Regions from separate parts of the Zea mays genome. Here region 2 is linked to region 1. A link is a contact called in public Hi-C data. All regions are on one chromosome and are shown on one strand. Each heading gives the region's core, a stretch centred on a gene start, on an enhancer-like site or on the middle of the called end of the contact. The rest is flanking DNA. Distances are from core to core; before and after follow the strand shown. Region 1 holds the start of LOC103645748 (K(+) efflux antiporter 2, chloroplastic). Region 2 holds the start of LOC100282403.

Region 1 (5,392 bases), core at 733-3,232:
AACCGGATCAGATCCGTTTTCAGGTAGATTGCTCTAGGTTGGGTTATTTATTGCATTAATTGCACAAGCTAGATGCCATGTGTACTATTGTCGAAAAGGGGTTGCAGGTCAACCTTGCGTAGATGTTAAATGCAGTCTCAAATATTTTATCCGAAGGTGTGTTCTAGTACTGGCATGCCATTGATTACGTCATCCAAGCATATGTTGTTGCATCTTATATGTGAATAGCCACATGGTCTGAACTTAAAGTTTCTAGAGGAACAAGTTCTTCAGATGATGCTGCATCTTACCCGTTGGAGTTCTTAACTGTTCCAGTTGCATTTGAGCTCGTTATTTTCATCATCCTCTTCCCATATTGCCATGTTTCCCCTTGAGAATGAAGTGCGCTCCGCATTTTCCAAGTACTCCACAAGAGAGCTAAAGAACATTCTCAACAAAGCATTTTTACCCAAAAAACAAACAAACAAACCAGATTTTGGCTACAAAGGGCCTGTTTATGGGCTGCGACTAACAGGTTTAACTGACTTTAGGTGTGTGTTTGGTTCGTAGTCATAGTTGTTGCGAGATTTTTCTGCTGCAGCATGAGTGTCACTCGTCAATAACTCAGTGTGTGGCAAGATATCAAGATTCTCTTAGACGTGTCAAGTTGTGGTAGAGAGTTTGAGGTTCTAACCTTAGGCAAGTGTGATAAAAAACATGTAGCAATTTGTGGCACTTTAGGCATGCAACCAAACATCGGAATTGTTGTCAAAGTCATGTTGTAAATATTGAGGTGCTGTCTGGTTCACATATTTATAACTTGATGTGTAATTGATAACGTTACATCATGTTTGTTTAGTTCTATCCGTAATCAGTACCACACTAGAAATTAATACTGGTCTATTCAAACTTGTTACCACTAATAATCGATTGTAAATCATTACCGTTGCTATTTACGTTACATTTTATGAACCAAAAAACATATGAGTTACTGCCTTCCAACTTTCCAAGCATATTAAAAGACACCACCTAAAGAACAAGTGTTATGTTTTGAACCGGGTCTGGCGCCCTCGGGCGTAAAGGCTAAAACAATCTTTTTAGAGTTTGTTCGTTTTAATTTTAATCCATGCGGATTGAGCAAGATTGAGTGTGTTTAAATTCCTGACAAGTTGATTATTTTATAATTTCTTTCAATCTCATTTGAATGGGGTAACCAAACAATGCTCGAGTTTAGGAAAAGAAAGGACTCTCTTCATCAGTTTCGTACATGTGAAGCACGAAGATTTATTTTTCCCTCTTGCTAGTCGTCTATCATTGAACTGTTGCCCTACACATGAGTCATGAGAAACCACAAAAAACGCAGCGTTCTCACACAGTACCACTTCACTCACTGAAGGAGTGCGAGTGACCGAACCGGCTATAAAAATGGCTTTTGCTCCTTTTTAACTCATATTTTTTCGGATTTTGGTTAAGATAGAGTATAATATTTGTTATTATCAATTTAATATCTGGTATATGAATCTATGTCAACTTCAATATTAAATACTCCACCCGTTTCAAAAATACAATTCGTTTGACTTTTTCTATCTCAAGTTTGACCACTTGCCTTATTTAAAAAATTCATGAGAAAATGAGAAACAAATTATAAATTGGAACTGAGAGAGTATATTTTTATCGGTATTTTCTTGTTAGGACCGTTGCAATGCACCGATATTGTACTAGCTTGGAGTAATCTCCGAGTCCATGTTGTTTGTCAAGATTTTTTTATAAAGATCCACACCAAAATTCTTTCTTGGCCATCCGGACAGGGTTGGTAATAGCTTTTTTTTCACTTTTCCTTTTTTTTTTCTGATTAACGACAGCTTAAAAACGAGCTGTCTCTCTATCTCCTTTTTAATTTTATTTTAATCTCCCTATCGTGGCGGTCCCGTGGCTGAATCAGTGGGGTAGAAGTAGCACTAGCGAGGAATATACCACTATCCGAGGAGCAGAAACCCGAACAACATTTTTTTTTAAAAAAATCTGCGGTTCAAAGCCCAGCCCAGGGTTGTTGCGGTGCGGGAAGGAGCAAGTTTGGCTTGACAAGTTGGGCGCAGTTGGCTTTTGCCTCGTCCCCTCCGCCGCCCCGTTGCCGAAACAAAACTCGCTCTTCGGACAAAACGCCAACGCCAGGGCGAGCGAGCGAGGTGAGGTCACCTACCAGCTCCCACAGTCGCACTCCCCCCTCGCGCCGTCCCGTCGTAGGAATGGAATGAGGCCGAGGCCCCTCCTCCTCCTCCTCGTCGTCGTCGTCGTCGTCGGTGCTTCTCCCGTGACAGGCCTCCCTTCCTCCGGTCCGGTCGCCCTCTGACCCAATCCGCATACATCCACCAACCAGTACGTGAGCACTCACTCCTCCGTCTCCGTCTCTGTCTCTGTAATCCGCTTTTGTTTCTCTCGTCCCGACCTCTCCTTTTCCCAGGCTTTGATTTGCGCTGTTTCCGATTGTACTCGTGCTCCGCCCGCTACGATACAGGACAGGGGAGGATGGATTTGTCCAGGCTCGCCTCCGTCGCCGGGCCCAGCCGCGCGGCCCCGCGGGCGGGCCTGCAGATCGGCGCCGCCGGGAATGGCTTCCGCGTCTGCTCCCTGCGGCACCGCGGCGCCGGGAACGGGCGCCTCACGTCCGCCGCCGCCCTCCTCCGCGGCAGCAGCGGGCTCTTCTACCTGGCTCCCGCGCGCGGGGGCCCTCCCCGTCTCCGCGCCAGAGGGCGGCCGCGGTGCCAGGGCAGCGACTCGTTGGCCTACGTCGACGGCCCCTTGGAGGCCGCCAAGGGCTCCGGCGAGGTCTACGACGACGATGCCACCAGCTCGGGGCCCGACGACGACGACAATGACAAGGGCCCCGCCGACGTGGACGGTCTCCGGGAGATGCTGCAGAGGTGCAGGAACGAGCTCGAGGTGGCCAGGCTCAACAGCACCATGTTCGAGGAGAAGGCTCAGCGGATATCCGAGTCGGCCATCGCGCTCAAGGACCGCGCCGAAGGCGCCCAGAGGGACGTGTCCGCGGCCGTCGCCACCGTGCAGGAGGTCATCGTCAAGGAGGCGGACGCCAAGGAGGCCGTCCAGAAGGCTACCATGGCGCTGTCGATGGCCGAGGCCAGGCTGCAGCTGGCGTCCGAGGCGCTGGATGCCAAGCGGGGGTCGGTCGGGCCCATGGAGGTTAGCATCGAAGGCGTGGAGGAGGAGGCCCTTGTGTCTGCTCAGGAAGAGATCAAGGATTGCCGGGCAGCCTTGTTGCGGTGTGAGGAGGAGCTGGAACGCATCCAGGAACAGAAAATGAACCTGCAGAAGGAGGTTGATAGGCTCACCGAGCTCGCTGAGAAGGCCCAGTTGGATGCATCCAAGGCCGAAGAAGATGTCACCAATATAATGGTGTTGGCTGAGCAGGCGGTGGCTCTTGAGATGAAAGCCACGCAGCGTGTCAACGACGCGGAGGCGGTGCTGCTGAAAGCGGAGAAGGTCATATCCTCGGTTGACACCGTGGTGGAGCTAACATCACTTGCTGAAGAGCAGAAAAGCGCTGAAGAGGATAGCGTTTCTGAAGGGTATGAGTATAGCAGCAATGGCACTGATGATGTTCCTGTGAGGGATGAGGTGTCAAGTATCGAGCGTCTAATGGTAGGTGACTTGACTGTTGAGGGCATTGAGCAGCTTGAACCATCCCGTGAAATATATGATGAAGCAAGCAGCGATAAGATGTCCGTTGAGCCTCAGAAAGAAGCTGAGCCTGATTCAGACAAGTTGAAGCAAGGGAAGAAGCAGGAAATGGAACGAAAGGAGTTCACCAAGGAACCACTGAGTGCTCAAAAATCACTGAAGAAGAGATCATCCCGCTTCTTCCCGGCATCTTTCTTCTCCTCCAAAGCTGATGGAGAGTTTACACCTACATCTGTCTTTCGGGGGTTAATGAAATCAGTGCAAAAACAGGCTCCCAAGCTTGTTGTTGGGATATTGCTTCTTGGTGCAGGGTGAGTCACATGACAATTGCTTTGTGTTTTATAGGTTTTGCATTTTGCAGTGAAGATTTGATTTCAGATAACTGCACTCCATCAATTTACCTTGTTTTCTGTTGTTTGTGTACAGATAAAAAACATACTGTATCCTGTGTATAGTCACCTCTTCTTTGCACTGAAAATTTGAAATGGGAATGGAAGTGTTTTCCTTATTATAACTGCTGGGCATCATTTTCATTCATATCAGTTAGCCAATACCTTAAAGTTTTTTTTTGTTTTATGGGTCCCGTAGGGCCTTCTTCTTAAATAGAGCTGAGAAGAGTCAACTATTTCAGCAGCAAGAAATTGCCACAAGTATTGGAAAGGTAACCTCCACGACAAAGCCCATAGTTCGTGAGATACGGCAAATTCCACAGAGAGTAAAGAAGCTAATAGAGCTCTTACCTCATCAAGAGGTACAATTTCCTCATCTGAACTTGCTCATCTTCTGATTTCATTTTGTGTACTTCGAATGATATTCAACTGTTATGATGAAACTTAGCTTGCATGTAAATTTCCTTACACTCGTCATTTCCCTATTCAGGTAAATGAGGAAGAAGCTTCACTTTTCGACATACTGTATTTGCTTCTTGCCAGTGTTATTTTTGTACCATTATTTCAGAAAATCCCTGGAGGTGAGATACATTCTAATATTGTTTGTGCACGGCATAGTTCAGCAGCATCTGTAGTTTTTTGCATTATTTTGGTCACTCAAGCAAGTTTGCAATTGAACTAAACGGTTCCCCCTTCTAGTCTCATCAACTTTTAGTGTTTTAGTCACAACTGCCAACTGTGGACCATGCTTTTCCTGAATTGAAATGCATGGACTTCTGAAGTTAGGAGTTAGAATGCATGAACTCATGTGCATACAAAAGTTGAGAAACATCTGTGATTAAGATCATCAGTTTTCATGGAAGTTTTTGTGACCTTCTGCAAATAAATTTTACCTTGATATCTTAGGCAGTCCTGTTCTTGGATATCTTGCTGCTGGTGTCCTCATTGGTCCATATGGGCTCTCCATCATCCGTAATGTGCATGGGACAAAGGCAATTGCGGAATTCGGAGTCGTGTTCTTACTGTTTAACATTGGACTTGAGGTACACAACTAAGTGCCTTTGGATACTATTTCTACTTTCAGCAAATACTGGCTTAATATCCTACACCTGCAGCTTTCTGTGGAAAGGCTAAGTTCGATGAAGAAGTATGTCTTCGGCTTGGGATCTGCTCAGGTTCTGTTCATGCTAACGCAACCATCAAACAGTTATCATTACTCAATTACTCCCTGATAAATGTGTACAATTGGCAGGTGCTAGCTACTACTGCAGCTGTTGGTGTGATAGCTCATCGTTTTGCTGTGCTACCAGGACCAGCAGCAATTG
Region 2 (5,076 bases), core at 702-3,201, 150 kb after region 1:
GAGGACTCATATTTTTGAATTATAAATATGCAACATATAAATATTTTACTAATAATACATTCCTGATGAATGGTCACTCTCCTATGTAGATAGAACATCTCCTAGTTAAGATTATAATTCCTTGATGGAACCTTTTTAGAAGAAATAAAGTCTGAGTTGAGCACCGAAATTTGTTAATCCCGATAAAGGGATAAAGACCCATATAGACCCAAGAGGAATAGGATGAGGTACCAAATGATTTAAAGTTTGTCGAATAAGCACATGTGCATTCCACGAGTTGTACTCATGGTATATCCACTAGATGTGGAATTGTGGTGTCCTCTAAAGCCCTGATTGTAAAATCTAGAAGGTTTAGATGTTACTGGCAAAATATCCCCATTATGCCAAAATAATAGACTATAACGATGCATCTTATCGATAAAGAATCCTTGATGGATTTTGTCTGATCTTCGATGGACTTTTGTTACACCATCACAGAAGTTGTAATGAATGAATGCCATAACGATGAGTCATATTTAGAATATATATTATTACAACTATATTATTTCCTAAGTCCTTTGGAAGGATAAGTTATTTGCTTTATACAACTATGTTTACATTATGGTGTAAGATAGAAAATTATAGCACCCTAACATCATCCATCCTCATTATTTCAGATGAGCAATGAAACACATATCTTGAAGAATATGTTTGAGTCACGAGGGATAACGACTTTGACAGATGTCATCGTTAGGGGGATGAATGCTTAATACTGATCACAATTGTGAGACATCGAATGTCATATTATATGCCCTGAAGACGTTGTTTGATGATCAATTTATAAACCTTTATGGAAGTTTCTATCAAATATGTAGAACCAGTTGATCGAACACCACTAGTAAAAGTGGCCTATTTATGTTGACACGTGCACTTACCTCGTGTATCCTATAAGCGAGTTGAGGTGAAGTTCCTAATATAATCCTTGCAACAATAGGCAATTCGTTTGCTAAATCTCTTTGTGCATATACTTCCTGAAGAAGGTATTTTACCATATTGAGACAGTTTTGCAAGGACCAGGGGAGCATATTTCTAAGTTAGCACTTGTAGAAGATTCGATGCAATCCAGATCCAGATGATCGCAATCTGTCCTAATGAAAATAGTTGTACTTTTTCCCTTAGTGAGTTTTTTCTGAAGTTTCTGACATGAGGTTTTTAACGAGTCAACAAAGTGCAAATGCAATATGCATCATCATGCGCTCTTTCTCCGTATTTTTTTCCACCGGGTTTTTGAGAGTTTTAACGAGGTTATGTGGGCAATCAGGGGCGGATCCAGAATTTTTCTATGACCCGACCCAAATCTACTAAATTTCTTTCTCTCCATTTTATTTTAACTATTTTATACCGTATAAATAGAGACTTATATACTTACATGGATTAAGCGCCAGGCCATGGACCTGGTGGCCCGGGTTGTAGATCTGCCACTGTGGTCAAATACTGAATTGCTCATGAGGGTCTCACTTCAGTCAATGACTGCTATGCAAGCAGTCCTTATTTGCAAGCGTGCAAGCAAACCATCTGGTCCATTAGATTACGATCCAAACACAGATACAACCATAGTTTGTTAGGAGTTTTTTTATAAAAAATATTGAGCTGGTGGTGGAAGGGTTTAAGTGTTAAATGTGACCTACGGTTGGATCATGATCTAATGAATCAGGTGGTTTGCTTGCACGCTTGCAAAAAAAGACTGCTTGCATAGCAGTCGTTGCTCTCACTTCATCTATATAAAGATCTTGTACCCTTTATAATACAATAGTGAAGATAGAAAAAAAAAGGCTATAGACCTAACCATACATATTATCTCTCGTGTATTTCCTTTGTGATGTTTTTAGAATGAGATATATATATTTTCTACAACTTCTGCGGTCTGCGGATGAAAGGGAAGAGAATGAATCTATTAAAGTAGTTCTCAACACTCCTTCGTGGGGCGTGCTCGCTCCTAGAATCCTAGGGTCCGCTTCTGCGTCACCGATCGGTAGTAAGCACAGGTGATTTTAACGTTTTAGTCCCTAGCACTTTCCTCTTTTTTACTTTCTCACCTTTCTTCCTTCCCCCAGTCTCCCACACCCCAACTCCAACACAGAGTCACCGCACCGCCGCGTCTAGGTCACCGCCATGGCCGGGGACTGGCAGGAGCTGGGCCAAGCGGCGGCCATCGGCCTCCTCTTCGCCTTCCTGGTCGCCAAGCTCATCTCCACCGTGATCGCCTTCAAGGAGGACAACCTCCGCATCACGCGCTCCCCTCCGACCTCCCCCACTGCCGCCGCCGCCGCAGCCGCGCCTCCCGTCCCCTCCCACTACGGCTCCACCGACGGAGGCAGCGGCAGCGACAGCGACTGGGAGGGCGTGGAGAGCACCGAGCTCGATGAGGAGTTCAGCGCCGCCTCCGCCTTCATCGCGGCCTCCGCCGCCTCCGGCACCAGCGTCCCCGAGGAAGCGCAGCTGCGCCTCTACGGCCTCTACAAGATCGCCACCGAGGGGCCCTGCACCGCGCCCCAGCCGTCCGCGCTCAAGCTCAAGGCCCGTGCCAAATGGTAGATTCCAGCCCATCCCCTCTTCCTCGTGCTAGATTCTGCTGGTCTATTTTTTGAATTTCGTGCGTTTTTTCCCTATCTATGTTCATTCGCTTCGGTTCAAATTTAGTTTACAACGACTTCAGATCAGTCCCATGGCCCATAGGAAGTAAACATAATATATGATGCTTCTATCTCACGCACAATTTAGTCATAATCCTTAACTATTGGCCCTGTTTGTACGCTGATCATTCGTGCTAGTGTTGCCTGAGCATAAAACGACTTTGATCTTGTGTCTTTGCTTTGCGTCCAAGAGTGCCCTGGTCACCATGCTGCATAACCTCTGCAGTGCTTAGGTTTTTCAGTGTGCAGATGCTATTCTGTGTTTCGATTATTTGCAAGCACTTGAACTCACGGATTGACTGCTTCCAGCTAACTGATATTATCAGCATACCACTGTTGGCTTCACTCTCTGCCTGTGCTCGTTGTTTTTTTTTTTTTTTGAAAAAAAAAACTAGTTCAGTTTAACATTGTCCATATGCCATCTGAATATGCCAGGAATGCTTGGCATAAGCTGGGTGCTATGCCTACAGAAGAAGCTATGCAAGGGTACATCACAATTGTTCAGGACCTATTCCCTAACTGGGATGCAGGTGCAAGTGCGGTAAGTTCTGTAGGTCCTTATTCACCTCACTCTTGCCGCAACAGTAATCCTCGTGACAGTGTTGGCTTTTTCATGACATGATAATTTCAGAAAAGGAAAGATGAAGATAGCATTGCTTCCGCATCAGCTTCAAAGGGGCCCATGGGACCTGTGTTTAGCAGTTTAATGTATGAGGAAGACGAAGGAAATGAATCGTAAGTGGTGTTTCCCTCATGGGTGTCTTTACATGCTATAGATGTTACCTGCCTTGGACTAGTGTTTGTAATTGGAACAAACTTAAATGGACGTGCAGAGAACTTGGTGACATCCATGTTTCAGCAAGGGAAGGGGCGACTGATGACATAGTGAAGCTTCTGGCAGCTGGTGTTGAGGTCAACGTGAGAGGTTTGTGTTTGCAAACTATAAACCATCTAATGCTTATGCTGTGCTTATAACCATAATTCATTCAAACATGGTCTGTTTATGGTATTCTCAGATACCGAAGGTAGAAGTCCGTTGCACTGGGCTGTTGATCGTGGCCATCTTAGTGCTGTCGAGGTTCTTGCAAATGCAAATGCAGATCTGAATGCTAAGGTAAATTGGAATTGCTGTATACTCATCGTGTTATACTGTTAATGATAGATTTATTTGATGGGTAATCATACAGCTGGGTGAAGTGCATCTGGTTTGTTTGCATCAAACATGTTGCTATGCTCATTACGGCACTTGATCGCTGTCAGTAGTTCAGCATACCATATAGAGCTTGAAAGTTCAGCCACAGTCTCTTTAGTCATTTGGGCAAACGGCACCTGAACTTAACCGTCTCTTCCACGTTCAGGACAATGAAGGGCAAACGGCACTCCACTATGCTGCTGTTTGTGAAAGAGAAGACATTGCAGAGTTGCTTGTCAAGCATCATGCTGATCTTCGGATCAAGGACGAGGACGGGAACACGGCACATGACTTGTGCCCTTCGAGCTGGTCTTTTATGAACCAGGCAAACTGATAACACGAATATACGGATATGCTTGAAGGTGTCATCTGCCAAGAAACATGCTAGCTGTATCCTAAAGCCCATACGGCACATATGGTGTATCTTAGTGTCATGTGTGACGTGTGGGAAATCAGGCAGGTTGTTTGCGTACGTGGTGCCCTCTCTGAAATCAGATGAGTTGTTTTATCGTCCTCATCGAACCAGTTGTCAAAGGATAGTATTAGTGTTGGGAAGATACATGTATTGCTTTAATCAAAAGAATCATGCTGGACACCAATGCAAGCCCAAATGGGAAGAAAAGGATGTGCGGACATATAACTAGCATCATCGTCTGGTGGTTTCCAATCAAGCATCTCCTAGGTAGGTGATACATACAGACACAAGTGGTCTGTCCTAATTACCACATTGAGTGCAAGAAATACAAAAGAGAATCAAGTTTCTCAATGACAGTTTTATAAAGGTTTCATTCTCATTAATAAATGATGTGACATGTCAACAGTTTAGATGATGAGGCAAGCAATTAATGGAGAAATAGATGAAATGTTAACTAGACATATTGTCTCTTGCATGTTAGCTATAAAATGAAACTAACTCCTCACTGTGAAAGACTGTTTCAACCAAGATTTCATTTTTTTTCTTGATTACATGGAATCTTGGAAACACAAATATGAAATCTACCAGCAAAACCAATGTTAATACACAAGTTACAATGTTTGCAACATCTGCTTTCTTGGATGGCACACTAACTAAAAGTCATCCACATGTAAATAGAGGCAATGAATCTAGTATAGGACTGCCTGCACAACTTTCGAAATCATCGTCCAGCGACTAGTTAAGAAGCTCCTTGGTACAGAACGCGTCTTTTCATTGTTGCAAATAGGGCATCAGGC

The links. Hi-C and Micro-C count contacts between places; a contact is called where the count stands out from the background.
Region 2: a contact with region 1 is called in a Hi-C map of an unstated tissue, with 2.6 times the contacts expected there. The contact joins the promoter of LOC100282403 here to the promoter of LOC103645748 in region 1. A contact is called at or near these places in 2 of 25 Hi-C or Micro-C datasets (tassel and an unstated tissue).

Annotation. Positions count from the first base shown.
Region 1 is chr2:1,223,967-1,229,358 of Zm-B73-REFERENCE-NAM-5.0, forward strand. It overlaps LOC103645748 (K(+) efflux antiporter 2, chloroplastic), which reads left to right and starts at 1,983. Exons shown (of 21, transcript XM_008670449.3): 1 at 1,983-2,355; 2 at 2,495-3,989; 3 at 4,267-4,429; 4 at 4,558-4,648; 5 at 4,974-5,110; 6 at 5,183-5,242; 7 at 5,320-5,392. The coding sequence starts at 2,506. LOC100273812 reads left to right here. Exons shown (of 7, transcript NM_001148213.1): 7 at 1-70.
Region 2 is chr2:1,370,147-1,375,222 of Zm-B73-REFERENCE-NAM-5.0, forward strand. LOC100282403 reads left to right here and starts at 1,952. Exons shown (of 7, transcript NM_001371864.1): 1 at 1,952-2,024; 2 at 2,094-2,570; 3 at 3,108-3,213; 4 at 3,304-3,407; 5 at 3,506-3,597; 6 at 3,689-3,786; 7 at 4,031-4,499. The coding sequence starts at 2,152. The coding sequence ends at 4,198. It overlaps LOC100283372, which reads right to left. Exons shown (of 7, transcript NM_001369661.1): 7 at 4,725-5,076.